Regions from separate parts of the Mus musculus genome. Here all the other regions are linked to region 3. Evidence: chromatin contacts called from public capture Hi-C and promoter capture Hi-C data. All regions are on one chromosome and are shown on one strand. The core of a region is the stretch at or near the end of the contact, and the rest is flanking DNA. Distances in the headings are between cores, read along the strand shown.

Region 1 (5,038 bases), core at 436-2,935, 800 kb after region 3:
CTGAAAATTGAACTGGGGACCCCTGGAAAAGCAGTCGGTGCTCTTAACAGCTGAGCCATCTCTTCAGCCCGAAAGTAGACTTTCAACACATTCTTGATTTGTGATACTTCCAACCTGAGAAGAGTTAAAGGCCACACCCAATCATAAATGGAGGAGGAGCCTGTATATAGCACTATCAGTATTTAATTAGGAAATGTCCCATGACTTAGTGGCTCTACAAACCGGGGCATTATTTGTAGTCCCCCAAGATTGGAAGCCACCTAAATGTCACCCATAGAAAATTCTTTAAATGGTAATGGGCCTGTAGTCAATGAGACAGCAAGTAGCCCTTTTACAAACAGTGAATGGGGACACCTTCCTGCAGGAAATGGGTGTGGAGATTCACGATCCACATTTGGCAAGGCAAAATGGTTTACTTCTGCACAAGGGCGAATTGCCACGCAGAACAAGCAAACACACCCAGAGGGCCCCTGCAGGTGAAACTTTTGAAGGGATATATATATATACATATATATATGTATGTATGTATATATTGATGGCTAGCCGGAACTCATATGTAGACCACCAGGCTGGCCTCGAGCTTTCTAGAGATTTGCTTGCTTCTACTTCCTGAATGCTAGGGCTGGAGAAATGGCTCAGAGGTTAAGAGCACTGACTGCTTTTCAAAAGGTCCTGAGTTCAAATCTCAGCAACCACATGGTGGCTCACAACCATCAGTAATGAGATCTGACATCCTCTGTGTGTCTGAAGAAAGCTACAGTGTTCTTAGATATATAATAAATAAATCTTTAGACTGAAGCCAGCGGGGCCGACCTGAGCAAGCAAGCAGAAGTCCTGAATTCAAATTCCCAGCAACCACATGATCGCTCACAACCATCAGTACAGCTACAGTGTACTCATAAACATAAAATAAATACTTCCTGAATGCTGAGATTAAAGACCCAGACCCATTTTTCTGCTGTTTTTCTTTTTTAATTCTGAAAACAAAGGGGTCCTGTGTGTCTCTCTGAGCCAAGCTTTCATTCTGACCTGATTGACTAATACAGAGCTGCACAGTCTCCAGGGAGATATGAAATTCGAGCATATCTTTTGGATTTCTGTATGTGCAGACCCCCGGGGGGAATCTGGAAGTCTGCTCAGTGGCTCCTTTTTAATTTCTCCCAACAGCGTTCTCAGTTTCCCAGATTCCTTTGCACCTACGGTGGGTCATGTGACCAGCCTGTGAGGTCCTTAAATGCTTTTTTCCTCATGTTTTGTGCTAACGGTGCGGAGTCCGGAACAACTTCAGCTGTCCGGTGCTAAAATGAGAGGCACACGAGGAAACGCGCCCAGACACCTTGTCTGGTCACTGGCTATTACAGCGCGGGTGACAATATCCTTCGAGTCACCAAAGCAGGGCGATGCTCATACACAGCAGTCTCCTCCTTCTGGGTGCTTCAGAAACAGGCTGGGCCTCAGCTTCCAAGGGCTCCACCCAGTTTGGGGCTCCTGGGTTTCAAAACACTTCTCTTTGCACTACCCAGAAGCCCCTGCCAAGATTCTCACCATCTCCTTAGCCTAGTGATGCGTTCACCTGGTTGAAAGGCACACAAGTGACCAGGCGTCCACGTCTCTTTCTAGCCAATGACGTCCTGCACCTCAAGTGCCCAGTCCCAGGCTGTTCATGGAATAACCGCATTCATGAATTCTCTTCGCCGCCATATCTGCACAGATGTGAGCCTTAGGCGCCAGCCACCCTGCTAGGAGCGCACACCACTCTGGCTAGGCTTTCTCAGGGTTCTGCAAACTCCATCTCTGACTTGGCTTTGGGAGCCAGGGGTCGCGCCCCTTAGGCCGTGAGGGGCTGGGACTCCCTGACCACGCCCCCGTGTCTCCGCCTCCCATTGGCGGCTGCAGGGGGCGGAGGCGAGGACTTGTTCTTCAACGCTGCAGTCGCCCTCCGATCGGCAAGGCTTCTCTCGGCTCCGTTCGGCTCGGCTCGCCCATTTCAGTTCAGTTCGGGTCAGTTAAGCTCCGCTCAGTTCAGCATGCTGCGCGCCGCACTCACCACTGTCCGCCGCGGACCGCGCCTGAGCCGCCTGTTGTCCGCCGCCGCCACCAGCGCGGTGCCAGCCCCCAACCATCAGCCTGAGGTCTTCTGCAACCAGGTGAGACTCACTTCGCCTCCTCGGGCCCTAGGGCGGGACGGAGCGGGCGACGCGGCCTCAGTTTCCCCTCCGCGCCCAGCGATCTTTGCGCGCGTCTTCCCTTGCCCATGTGGCCGCAGTGTGTCGCCTCTCGGCCTGGGACAGTCCTGGGCCTCTTTACCCCGCATCGATGCAGCCTGCTCCTTCCCCGCGCGGTCCGGGTTCACCCAGGAAGGCCCAGCCGTCCCAGCTCCTCTCTGCGAGACCTCCCATACACCCCTACCCGATTCACGCAGACCTGAGCCAGAGTTCAGAAGCAAAAGCTGGGTCAGGACCCCTCTGTGGCCGCTCTTACCCAACCGGGACTTTGGAATGTTGTCTTAGCTTTTTGAGTTTTGGTAAAGTCTGGAATCACATGAAAGAACGTGGTTGTGAAGTATTCTTTTTGTTTGTGCAACAAGTGGGACTTGGCTGCCCTCTTCTGTAAAATGGGAAAGCAGTCAGGGCTGATATCTTGATGTGTTATTTTGAAAGAAGATCTCATTTTGTAGCCAAGGCTGGCCCGGAATTCTGTGTTCTTCCGTCAGCCACTCCCACCCCACTTTGGATTTGTGCAGGCCAGACACGCAGCTACCACCTCCGGTCTTCAGCTTTCTCTCTACTTTTTCTTTGAAACAGGATCTCACTAAGTTGTCCAGGCTGGCCTTGAACTTGTAATTCTCCTGCCCCAGGCTTCCCAGTGCTGGGCGACAGTGATCCCATGTCTCTTGATACTACAGGGCCTCGTGCACTTGGCACTTGGTGTGAGCTGCAGTCCGGGTTCCCCAAAAGTCCCCTCCCCCAACCTTTGTGCAGGGCAGCGTCCTAAACAATTCAGTCTTTAACCCATAAGCTTTAGAACTGGGAGTTTGATGCTATAACTATCCCCACTACACAGCTCAAGAGACTGAGGTCTGGTCAGGTTCCTAAAGAGCCAAGTTAAGGTGAAGTCTGGGTTCTTGTCTGGGATTCCAAAAGTAAGCCCTTAGCCAAAACATTCCATGGTCTCTTGCAACTCTGGGTAGGAGCAGTGGTCGGATCTCATGTTGAACGTGGACATCCTCCAGATGGACTGCTGACCACCGGTGTTGTAGCCTTAGCCTCTTGCTTTCTGCAGTATGTACTTCCAGGACCTGGCAGCCATTTACACATGCGCAGGACCTGTTTGAAAATGCCCATGAGGAGTGCTACAAGGAGTCAATCCAAGGGAAAACAAACAAACAAACAAACAAACAACCCATCTTTTGCATAATACAAGCTGTAAATTTCAGTAGCTGCTGGTTTTTTAACTGGCAGCTGATGCTGAAGCAATCAGTCAGGCTTGAAGGAGCTGAACTTCAAAAAGAGCCGGAATTGACTGCAAGAGGAAGCACCTGATCAATAGCTTTGTTCCTCTGGTTCATCAGGAGGCAGGGCACAAAGTATCAGGTCCAATGCGTGCTCTGGCTTGATTCAGTTGTGAGTGATCCGTGGGTGGGGGTGGGGGGTGTTAGAGTGACTCCCCTCCCCCATTGCTGCCTTTTTCGACATCACAAGGATAGTGCACGTTCATTACCGAAGTTTCATGGCACTGACCTATTGCACACATCACAAGAGCACTGTTAATGCGAGTGGCCTTGCTCTGTTCTTTGCTTTTATAAGTTTGTGTGGGAGACAGCATGCTGGCTACCTGCCACTCGGGTCCCTAAACACTCTGTCTCCGGAACACTGCTTATCTTTCTCAGCTTTTAAAGCTTTTTTTTGGAGAACACAAGCTCTCTGCCCTAAGCCAGGCAGCTCGTGGAGGGAACACTAGAAACCTCGGGGTGTTAAAAGTGTGGCATCATTGCAAACCCTGCTGCCAGGGATAGCAGGACTTGGAAGCAGTGGCTCTGGGTTCTGTGTGTTCCTGCATAATCTCTATGGCTGTCACTAGGGCCATTTGCCCCAAGGAGCAGCCAGTGTGGCCTTGAGGTGGCTTCCCTAGACTCTGGGCTTGCTAACAAGGGCACCTGCAGGGCCCAAGCATCCCAGTAGGTATGTTTTTTTTTAAGCTTCGTGGCCCCATCTGAATGTCCTCACCTTCTTGCCTAACCGAAGCAAGCTGAACGAGGTTTGGCTCATCTTTCTGGAGTCCTCTCGCCTTCTGTCCCAAGTGTGACCACAGGTTAGGTAAACTTCTTAGGTGGAAGATACTTTCTGCGACTTCAGCTTCCCTCAGAATGGATCCCTGAGTGTGGCTTCTGAAAGAAGCACATTTTACCCCTATGTGAATTTCAGATCTCAAGGCTTGAAATCCACCCAGTATCAGTGAAGTTAATTTTTTTAAAAGATTTATTTATTACATGTAAGTACACTGTAGCTGTCTTCAGACACACCAGAAGAGGGAGTCAGATCTCGTTACAGATGGTTGTGAGCCACCATGTGGTTGCTGGGATTTGAACTTGGACCTTCGGAAGAGCAGTCGGGTGCTCTTAACCACTGAGCCATCTCTCCAGCCCATCAGTGAAGTTAATTTTTACATTTAATTATTTTGTCGCTTTTAAAGTGTATAAAGATACCTCCGGCACCACAGGTGTATGGATGGCTTCATGCCTCTGTCTGGGCCTCAACATCACCAGTTCTGTGTGCCAGAGTCTGTAATGAATGTGCAAACCAGGTTGGGTACCATCAATAGTGTGTAGTTTAATGCTCTACCGGCGCCTCTACCTCCAGGGAGTGGACCGCACTACCAGCCCCCACCTGGCTTCCCTTGAATCCTCGGAAAACACACATACACAATTTGTTCTTTTTCAACTTGCCTTAGCACACAATTGCTGGGTGCAACTATCTCCGCCTGGAAAAGCCCTTACCAATTTTTTATCTCCATCTCTCCACCTGCCCTAAACTTCAGT
Region 2 (4,457 bases), core at 873-3,372, 670 kb before region 3:
CTGCAATGTTGTGGCATGTACACAAGTTTATTTTCTTTTTCTCTCCTTCTCCCTGGCCCCCCCCCTCCCCCCCCCGCCTCCGGGTTGTAGATCATTTCTCTTTAACACACTTTTGCTAGCAACCTGAAATACAATCTTCCTGCACGGGAAATTCTATTTCTCTTGCTTGTTTTTGAGACAGGCTCTTGTAGATGCCAGTGGAGACCAGAAGAGGGCACTAGATCCCTTGAAACAGGAGTTACAGGTAGCTGTAAATGGCCGGAGGTGGATGCTAGGACCTAAACCCAGGACCTCTGCAAGACAGTCCTATACCTGCTGAGCCATCTCTCCAGCCTTTCATTTAGTTATCTTATATTAAGATCTGAATCTTTGTGTCCCCCCAACATTTTACAACCCTAGATCCTTCAAGGTTGTAGTAGTATAATGTAGGCAGCCTTTGGGAGATTAAAAAACAATATCTACTTCATAATTTGTCAGGGTCCAGGGCAAAATATAAGTGAGCAAGTCCATGAAACCAGTCTGTCCCACGTATTCTACTACAAAGTGGATTTTTTGGATACATTTAAGAGCTTCCTTTTCAATTATTTTTCTGTGCTATTCTTGAAGTTTATTCTCTTGGCCTAACACTCTTATAAACCCCTCTTCCTCAAGGCATATATAACTGAGGGAGACGGGACCTGAGCAACTTCTTCAGGGAGTCCAAGAATCCCTACCCTTCCAGCGTTTTAGAACAGTGATTAGGAGTCATACCTCTCATCAGCCTCAAGAGATTCTGGCCCAAGAATGTACCATTTCAAGACTTTCTTGGGGAGTTGGGGTGGAGAGGAGGCTCAGCGGGTAAGAGGAGATCCGCCACCAGGCCCAAGGCTCTGAGTTCAAACACTGAGACTTGCATGTTGGAAAGAGAGAGCTCTGTAGACTTGTGTACTGAATGTCACGCTCATACCACTACATGGGTGCAACTTACACATGCACACAGACACGGATGAATAAATCGTAAACCCGTAAATAATCTTCCTTAGAGAGTTTTACTAACTTCTCCCTTTTGAAGTAGGCGATTTTGGTCTAACAGTCGCTTCCTGCCTCATTCCCTACCACCCCTCAATGTTCAGGAACACACATGGTCTCTCACCCTCCACTTTGGTCCTAATCTCCTCTTCTGGCATCTAGACTTCCTCTCCCCAAGTCCAGCACGACTGTATTGACTGGACAGTCTCTGAAGTGCACAGACGTCACCCAGCAGATGTCAAGGTGCTCCCACAGCTACCTCCAAGACTGCCTCTACATCTGAACCACGTGACCTTCCCACAAGAACCCTTTAAGAACTGGGGCTGAACTACAGGCTTCTTGGTGTCCCCAGCCATCAGAACAGTCTTCATATATTGAACACTATCCGCTTTCCATACTTGTTTATGGAAACAAATGAACCAACCACCTTCAGGACACAAAAGCCACACATAATTCTATGCAGACTTCTTTGCTAGCCTTTATGCAATAAATCTGCCTAACAGACAAGAACCACTTACTAATAATTCTTGGTAATCTCTCCGAACACTCGGAGGCATCCGAAGTGAGTTCTGCTTTGAGCCCTGGCCTCTCAGCTCCCTGTGTAGCTGAGGATCTTGAACTCCCGAGTGATTCTCCTCCCTCTGAGCCCGAGCTACCGTGCATGATTCCTAAAATGCTTCGTGATGTTTCAAGCATTCTTAAAAAAAAAGGCTAAGAAATGATTAGGGATAAATCCAAAACTAAACTTTTCCGCCTGAGAATCCTGGCGTTCGGGAAGCTGAAGGAAGAAGATTGGGGTTCGAGGCCTGCCTGGACTGATACATTGTACTAGTCCCAGAAACACAAAATTGAAAGAAAAAACAGTTCCTTCACGTAGACATGGGTAATTATGTAAGAATCTTTAAATTAGAAAAATAATTTCTGTGTCCACAGTCCAGTCTTCACGTGACTAGGAAGGGCGGCACTGGAGGAGTCACGAACCCTAGCCGCACACTCAGGCTCGCCCTCCGTCGGTTCCGCGTGGAAGCGCGATTCCCACCCCCATCTCCCACTCACTTCCGCGAAGAGTACCCAGAGCGCAGGCGCAACCTCGGGCCCGCCTTTCAGAGACCTCCCAGACGCGTGTTGGTGATTGCGCATGTGCAGAGGGGCTAGGACGGGTAATTCCGCGGGAGCAGGTAGGTCTCGAGAACTCCCGCGACTGGCTCCTCCCACCTAAAAAAAAATTAAGCCGGCGGGGCTCCTTCGCCGTGCGCACGCGCACTGCGTGCAGGAAGATCGCGTGTGTGAAGCGAGCCTAACGCATGCGCATTTAAAGCCCCCCGAAATTCATGACGTCAGCCACACCATCCTGTTTGTAGCCCCGTTCCCCACAATCCCGCTTTTAAAGAGCTAGAATCTAGTTCTGATTGTGGTTTTGACTTATAATTTTATTTTATTGTTATTTAAAAATTCACTATGATTCTTGGTAGAAATGTAAGTTCGCATAGTGTGGTTGGCTAAATACAACAAAATGTTTTGTTTAATATTTTTGTGTATGACTGTTTTGGGGGTGTGTTCCTTGTGCCAGGGGAATCCAGAAGAGGGAGTCAGAGCACCTGGAACTGGAGTAACAGACGGTTGTTGCCTGCCATGTGGGTGCTGGGAACAGAACCCAGGTTGTCTGGAAGAGCAGCCAATGCTCTAACCACTGAGCTGTAGATATAAGGGTCGATTCTTCCTCCCGGTCCCGTGTTCCCAGAAATAAGACTCAGACTCAAAACAGATTTCCAAATACCTTGGCCATAGAGCTAGGCTCTTCTCTGACTAGAATCATAACTTATGATAACCCACTAATTTTAATCTATATTCTGCCCCATGGCTGGTTACCTGTGCTCAGGTTCCATGCATCCTCCCAGGTGGACCTCGTGCCTGGCTCTATCCCAGAATTCTTTCTCTCTCCCAGATGTCCTACCTCCTATTTCCTGCCTAAGCCATAAGCCATCAGATTTAACTATTGACAGGTGCCACAACCATACAGTAACAGCTCTCTCCACTGAGCGGTCTCCTCAGCTTTTGGGTGGTGGTTGTTGTCGTTGTTGTTGCTTGCTTGCTTGCTTTCTTTCTTTCTTTCTTTCTTTCTTTCTTTCTTTCTTTTTTCTTTTTTCTTTTTTTTTTTGTCTTTTGAGGTAGGGTTTCCCCTGAAGGCCAGGGTGTCCTTGAATTTATACTTCTGCCTTGTTTTCCCAAGTGCTAAACTTACCACCATGCTTGGTGTAAAATGCTTTTTTAAATTGAGTACTTAGGGGGCTGGAGAGATGGCCCAGTGGTTAAGAGCACTGACTGCTCTTCCAGAGGTCCTGAGTTCAAATCCCAGCAACCACAAGGTGGCTCACAACCATCTGTAATGGGATCCAATGCCCTCTTCTGGGATATGTCTGAAGCCAGCTGTAGTGTACTCATCTAAATAAAAATAAATACATCTTTAAAATTAAGTAATACTTAAAATTAAGTATTTAGGGCTGGAAAGATGGCCCAGTGGTTAATAGTACTAGCTGCTCTTCCCAGAAACCTTCAGTCTGACTCCCAGTACTCACACATGGTAAAATCACAAGGATCAGTACTCCTGCAAATCTGATGCCCTCTCCTTGCCTCCAGTAGCACCACGCATGCATAGGTGCATAGACATGCCACCCATACACAATAATAGTAATAACTATTATTATTATCATTAATGTATTTATTAATACACAATAATAGTAATAACTATTATTATTATCATTAATGTATTTATTAAAGTCCTATTGAGTATACTAGGTCAGGATTAACATCTCCTGTGTGCTTTAATACATTTTTCTTTATTCAAGTCTGTACTGGGCTGACAAAATGGCTCAGCAGGTAAAGGTGAATGCCTTCATGATGAGGCCGATCCCTGTAACCCACAGAAAAGGAGAGAAGAGACTCTCACAAACTGTCCTCTGACCTCCATGTGTATATGAGTGTGTGCACACAGTAAAATAAAAATTTTAAAACATGTAGCAGCTGGGTATGGTGCTACATGCCTTAAATCCCAGTACTCAGGAGAGAGAAGCAGGTAGAGTTCTGTGGGTTAGAGGCCAGCCTGATCTACGTAGTGAGTTTCAGGGCAGCCAGAACTACATAGAAGACCCTGTCTCGAAAAAAAGAAAGAAAGAAAGAGAGAGAGAGAGAGAGAGAGAGAGAGAGAGAGAGAGAGAGAAAGAAAGAAAGGTATAACACTTATATTCATAATTGTGGTTTAAAACTCAATTTTAAAATATGTGTATTTTTGGGCTGGTGAGATGGCTCAGTGGGTAAGAGCACCCGACTGCTCTTCCGAAGGTCAGGAGTTCAAATCCCAGCAACCACATGGTGGCTCACAACCATCCATAACGAGATCTGAAGCCCTCTTCTGGAGTGTCTGAAGACAGCTACAGTGTACTTACATATAA
Region 3 (4,521 bases), core at 1,715-4,214:
CCCAGGCTGGCCTCTCACTTACTATGCAGGTAGCCCAGGCTGGCCTCTCACTTACTATGCAGGTTAGCCCAGGCTGGCCTCTCACTTACTATGCAGGTTAGCCCAGGCTGGCCTCTCACTTACTTCACAGGGGACGATGACTTTGAACTTCTTACGCTCCTGCCTCTGTCTCCCATTGCTGGGATGATGGATCTAGATAACCACAGTACTGGCGAGTAAACCTAGTGCTTCAGACATGACAGGCGAATGCTCTACCAACTCAACTCTACTCCAGTTCCCACCAGTCTGCTTCTAAACTTATAAATGAGCAAGATACACCACACCTTTGGTGAGTGCGTATGAGCTAAAGGAGAGGGAACTGTGTGGATGAACAATCTCAAATGCTGGTCCTATGATTTCGAACTCAGAAATCTGCCTGCCTCTGCCTCCCAAGTGCTGAGATTAAATGTGCATGCTACCAACTGCTCAGCGTGATTTTTTTTTTAAAGATTAAAAAATATCTTATAGCCGGGCGTGGTGGCGCATGCCTTTAATCCCAGCACTCGGAGGCAGAGGCAGGTGGATTTCTGAGTTCGAGGCCAGCCTGGTCTACAGAGTGAGTTCCTGGACAGCCAGGGCTACACAGAGAAACCCTGTCTCAAAAAAACAAAAACAAAACAAAACAAAAAATATATTATGTGTGTGCACTATATCTGTGGACGGGTATTTCTGTGTGTATGCAGTACCCACAGAGTCCAGCAGATGGTGCTGGGGTCCCTGGAGCTGGACTTATAGGCAGCTGGCACCTGCTGGATGTGGATGCTGGGGACAAAACTCCAGTGCTCTTAAAGGGTAGTTTGAGAATGCTGGGAATTTCCCTCCATTAATGGTAAACAACCCTTCAAAAGCCAATATTCTATAAATCTGCCCCACCTACTAAAAACTTTCATGCCACATCATTTTTAGAAAACTGTATGCCTACATACTAGAAGAGGGCATCAGATCCGATTATAGGTAGTAAATTGCCCTGTGGGTGCTAGTAACTGAACTCAAGACCTCTGGAAGACAGTGTCATCCGGAGATGCGGGGGCTCATTTGGACAGTAACTCTGGGTCTTCACATATACTAACTATAGGAATCATGAATCTTCCAAAGCCAAACACGGTGATGCCGGACGGGCTTGTCATCCTGGCTACCTAGGAGGCTGAGGCAGGAGGATCACAACTACAAGGCCAGTCTGGGCAATTTTATAAGACCCCTTTTCAAAAGTAAAAAAGATGGGGGAATACTGCTCAGTGGTAGAGCATCTATGTAGCATGCCATGAGGCCCTGGGGTCAATTCCCCACTGCTACTCAAACACATGCACACTGTTCAAAGTTAGGCTTGCTCTCCTACTCATTATAAATAAGCCTTATTTATGCCAGCCTCTTGCCCACATCCCCGGGTCCCCTGTTCTCCCAATCCCTGTCACCAGGTACTGGTTTTTGTTTTTAGTTTTATTTTGCACATGACCATGCATGTGTACATGTGTGTGTGTGTGTGTGTGTGTGTGTGTGTAGTGTTCATGTTCACGTGTGTGCATATGTGTGCATGTAGGTATGTATGCTCATATCCACAGGTGGAGGCCATAGGTCTGTTTCTTAACTGCTTTCCACTTTATTTTTGAGACAAGGAGCCTCAGGGAACTCTACACATCCCCAGCTCCGAAACTGCAGACACGCTTTGCATGCCCTCCCCCCGCCCCTTCTGTTTTACTTGGGTGCTAAGCATCCAGACTCAGGTCCTCTCATTTGTACCACTGAGACACCTCCTCAGCCCCTACTATCTCTCTCTATATATATATTTATTTCCTGTGACATCGTCTTTCATTGAACCCAGAACTTGCTTATTTTTGGCTGGGCTGGCTGGCCAATAAGCCAGAAGATCTGCCTGTCCTTTGCCTCCCCAGAGCTGGGGTCACAGGCATGAGCTGCTGTACCTTGTGACCCCACCTCCTGCATGCAAGCCTCTTTTTTTTTTTTTTTCTTCCCCCATTTCTTGGGAGACAGGCTTTGCAGTTCTGTAGCCCAGGATGGCCTAGAACTCACTACATAGTCCACATTGGCCTGAACTTTGCCATCCTCCTGCCTCGGTATTGGGATGAGCGATAACTGAGCGATAGGGGTAGGCTAACTGCCATCTATCTGTTTTCGTCACAGCAGTTGTTAAGATAGGAAACTACTTCCTATGTGCATTTGCATGGTTACTGTCTACCCGTTAAACTGTGAGCTCCTTGAGTGGCCCTTAGTCGCTGCTGTCAACAATGCTGGCTTCACAGCGAGAGGTCAGTAACACTGGTTCAGTGTGGGTGCACGCTATTCAAGCGTCCCTTCGCTAAGCTGCAATCGGCATCAATTTCCTCCCACTCGGATGCACACGAAAAAGGAAACCAGCGCTGGCTCGGTGGTGGTCAGGGAGTCGGGTGGGAGTCAGAGCAGGGAGACGGAGGAAGGGGTCCATCAGGGAAGTGAGGTCTGACAGGTGACTAGGTAGCAGGCCGATCCCACTCCCTGGGGTGGAGGAGGAAGTGGAAATGACAAGGGGGAAATTTAAAAAAAAAAAAAAAAAAAAGGAGAAGCTGGACCTTAGACTTAAAAATAAATTAAAAGCCAGCCATCGTTCTTAGGTTCGAGGCTCTAGGGTGGGATCTGGGAACACGGCAGGGTTAGGGGGGAAGCGGCGGGGCAGGCGAGCCGGTGTTGGAGGCAAAGGCTGGAGATCAGGGCGGACGCTTCCTCTCTCCCCGGCCTTATGACACAGATCTCCTGCCACCCCTCGGACCCTCGCCCCGCTCGGCTCCCCGCCCCTGGGGCTCGAATGCTTACCGGCATCTTGACGGTGTCCGGATTCGATCCAGAGAAGCCGAACTCAGAAAGCGTTTCCGACGACCGAGCCTGGGTGGAGTGGGCGGAAGTAAGCCGGAAGAGGCGGGCGGAAGGAATAAACGCACTTCCGGTGACTTGCTCCGGCTGCGCTGACCGCAAGTGACGCCAGGGGGCGCGTCAGCGTGAGGCGATGACCGTGGCGCATGCATAAAGCACGTTCAGAATAAAAGGCTGGATTTTGAAATTGAAGACTCCCTCGCAAGTGGTTAATAATCAGCTCCCGGTTTTGTTTTTTGGGTTTTTTTTCTCATTTCCCGGCTTCAGCTTCAAATCCAGTACCACTCAGTCGCCTGATTTACCCTTCTGCTATGTCTAGTTTTTTACTTTTTTTTTTTTTTTTTTGGTTTTTCGAGACAGGGTTTCTCTGTGTAGCCCTGGCTGTCCTGGAACTCACTCTGTAGACCAGGCTGGCCTCTAACTCAGAAATCCGCCTGCCTCTGCCTCCCGAGTGCCGGGATTAAAGGCGTGCGCCACCACACCTGGCTTAGTTTTGTACTTTTACCACAATGCAAGGTGGGGGACATCAGTTCTCACTTTCCACCGTGATACTCTCGGAACCAACACAGTCTTCAGAAACACCTACACCCTGAGCCGTCTTGGCGGCCAATATTTTTTATTTTTCAATTTTTTCTTTGCTAAGAGTCGCATGAAGTCCAGGCTGGCATATACATATAAATGAATATGAACTGATCTGCACCCACTTGTGTTCAGGAATTACAGATATGTGCCCATCACTCCTGTTATTTTTATTTATTTTTCTTGCTTAGTTTTATGATGCCGACGGTGGTGTCTATCTTCCTTGTCATGTTAAGACAGTCAGGGACCACCACAGGGGTAAAGGAAAGAAAAGTCCTGAGCCTACCCCTTTGACCTGTCTGTCACCCACTAAATGTGTATATCATTTCTACTCTTTCAACAAGGTATGGTGTATGTCTTCCCAGATCATGGCAAGGACTAAGTGGTCATGAAAACCAAGCATATTATAAGGGCCTGAGTGATGCCACATGTCTGAGGGGATGACTACAAACCCACCACTGACACCCATCATATATGTATGTAAGTATGTATTTTGCCTCTCTGGGTAGCCCTGGCTAGTCTGAAACTTGCTTTGTAGACCAGGCTGGCCTTGAACTCTTGAGATCCACCTGCCTTGCCTCCCAAGTACTGAGACTGAGGGGATATGTAACCACCATACCCAGCCAACCACTTTTTGTTTTTGGACAAGGTATTAACTATGTAGCCCAGGCTGGTCTCTACAATGTCTGGCTTATACTCCCTGTTCTTTGTATGACTGCTGAGGAGCCAGGTCCTGGGGTTGAATCCTAGTTCCAACATGACTAGCTGTGTTATTCTGAGCAACTTAATGTACCTCTCTGTGCCTCTGTTCCTCACCTAAATATAGAGGCCTCAGTATTTACCTCATTGCTTAGGGAGGCTGAAATGAGCTACAAGAAAAGTATTTAGAACTAACATTAGACATGTTCTCTTTCTTGGGTTTTGGAGACAGGGTTTCTCTGTGTAGCCCTGGCTGTCCTGGAACTCACTCTGTAGACCAGGCTGGCCTCGAACTCAATAAATTTGCCTGCCTCTGCCTCCTGAATGCTGGGATTAAAGGTG

What was found. Promoter capture Hi-C pulls out the DNA fragments that hold promoters and counts their contacts. Capture Hi-C pulls out chosen DNA fragments and counts their contacts.
Region 1: a capture Hi-C map of macrophages shows a contact between it and region 3, with 4 times the contacts expected there. The contact joins the promoter of Aldh2 here to the promoter of Arpc3 in region 3. A contact is called at or near these places in 1 of 115 datasets of contacts at active chromatin or transcription factors (stem cell-derived neural progenitor cells) and 1 of 9 other capture datasets (macrophages).
Region 2: a contact with region 3 is called in a promoter capture Hi-C map of embryonic stem cells, with 2.8 times the contacts expected there. The contact joins the enhancer-like site here to the promoter of Arpc3 in region 3. A contact is called at or near these places in 2 of 39 promoter capture datasets (embryonic stem cells and stem cell-derived epiblast-like cells) and 3 of 484 Hi-C or Micro-C datasets (B cells, the G1E-ER4 cell line and embryonic stem cells).

The regions. Positions count from the first base shown.
Region 1 is chr5:121,590,471-121,595,508 of GRCm38.p6, reverse strand. Aldh2 (aldehyde dehydrogenase 2, mitochondrial) reads left to right here and starts at 1,685. Exons shown (of 13, transcript NM_009656.4): 1 at 1,685-2,147. The coding sequence starts at 2,028.
Region 2 is chr5:123,055,741-123,060,197 of GRCm38.p6, reverse strand. No RefSeq gene overlaps it. Among named protein-coding and RNA genes, the nearest start is that of Morn3, 11 kb to the right of the region's middle. Within about 2 kb of position 2,122, at least 361 of the 459 cell types and tissues checked have an H3K27ac peak or open chromatin away from gene starts, as enhancers often do. A contact at or near this core is called in B cells, the G1E-ER4 cell line, embryonic stem cells and 1 more, where this site is marked.
Region 3 is chr5:122,390,321-122,394,841 of GRCm38.p6, reverse strand. Arpc3 (actin related protein 2/3 complex, subunit 3) reads right to left here and starts at 2,964. Exons shown (of 7, transcript NM_019824.4): 1 at 2,845-2,964. The coding sequence starts at 2,850. It overlaps Gm32853 (a long non-coding RNA gene), which reads left to right and starts at 1,531. Exons shown (of 4, transcript XR_387695.4): 1 at 1,531-2,303; 2 at 3,846-3,960.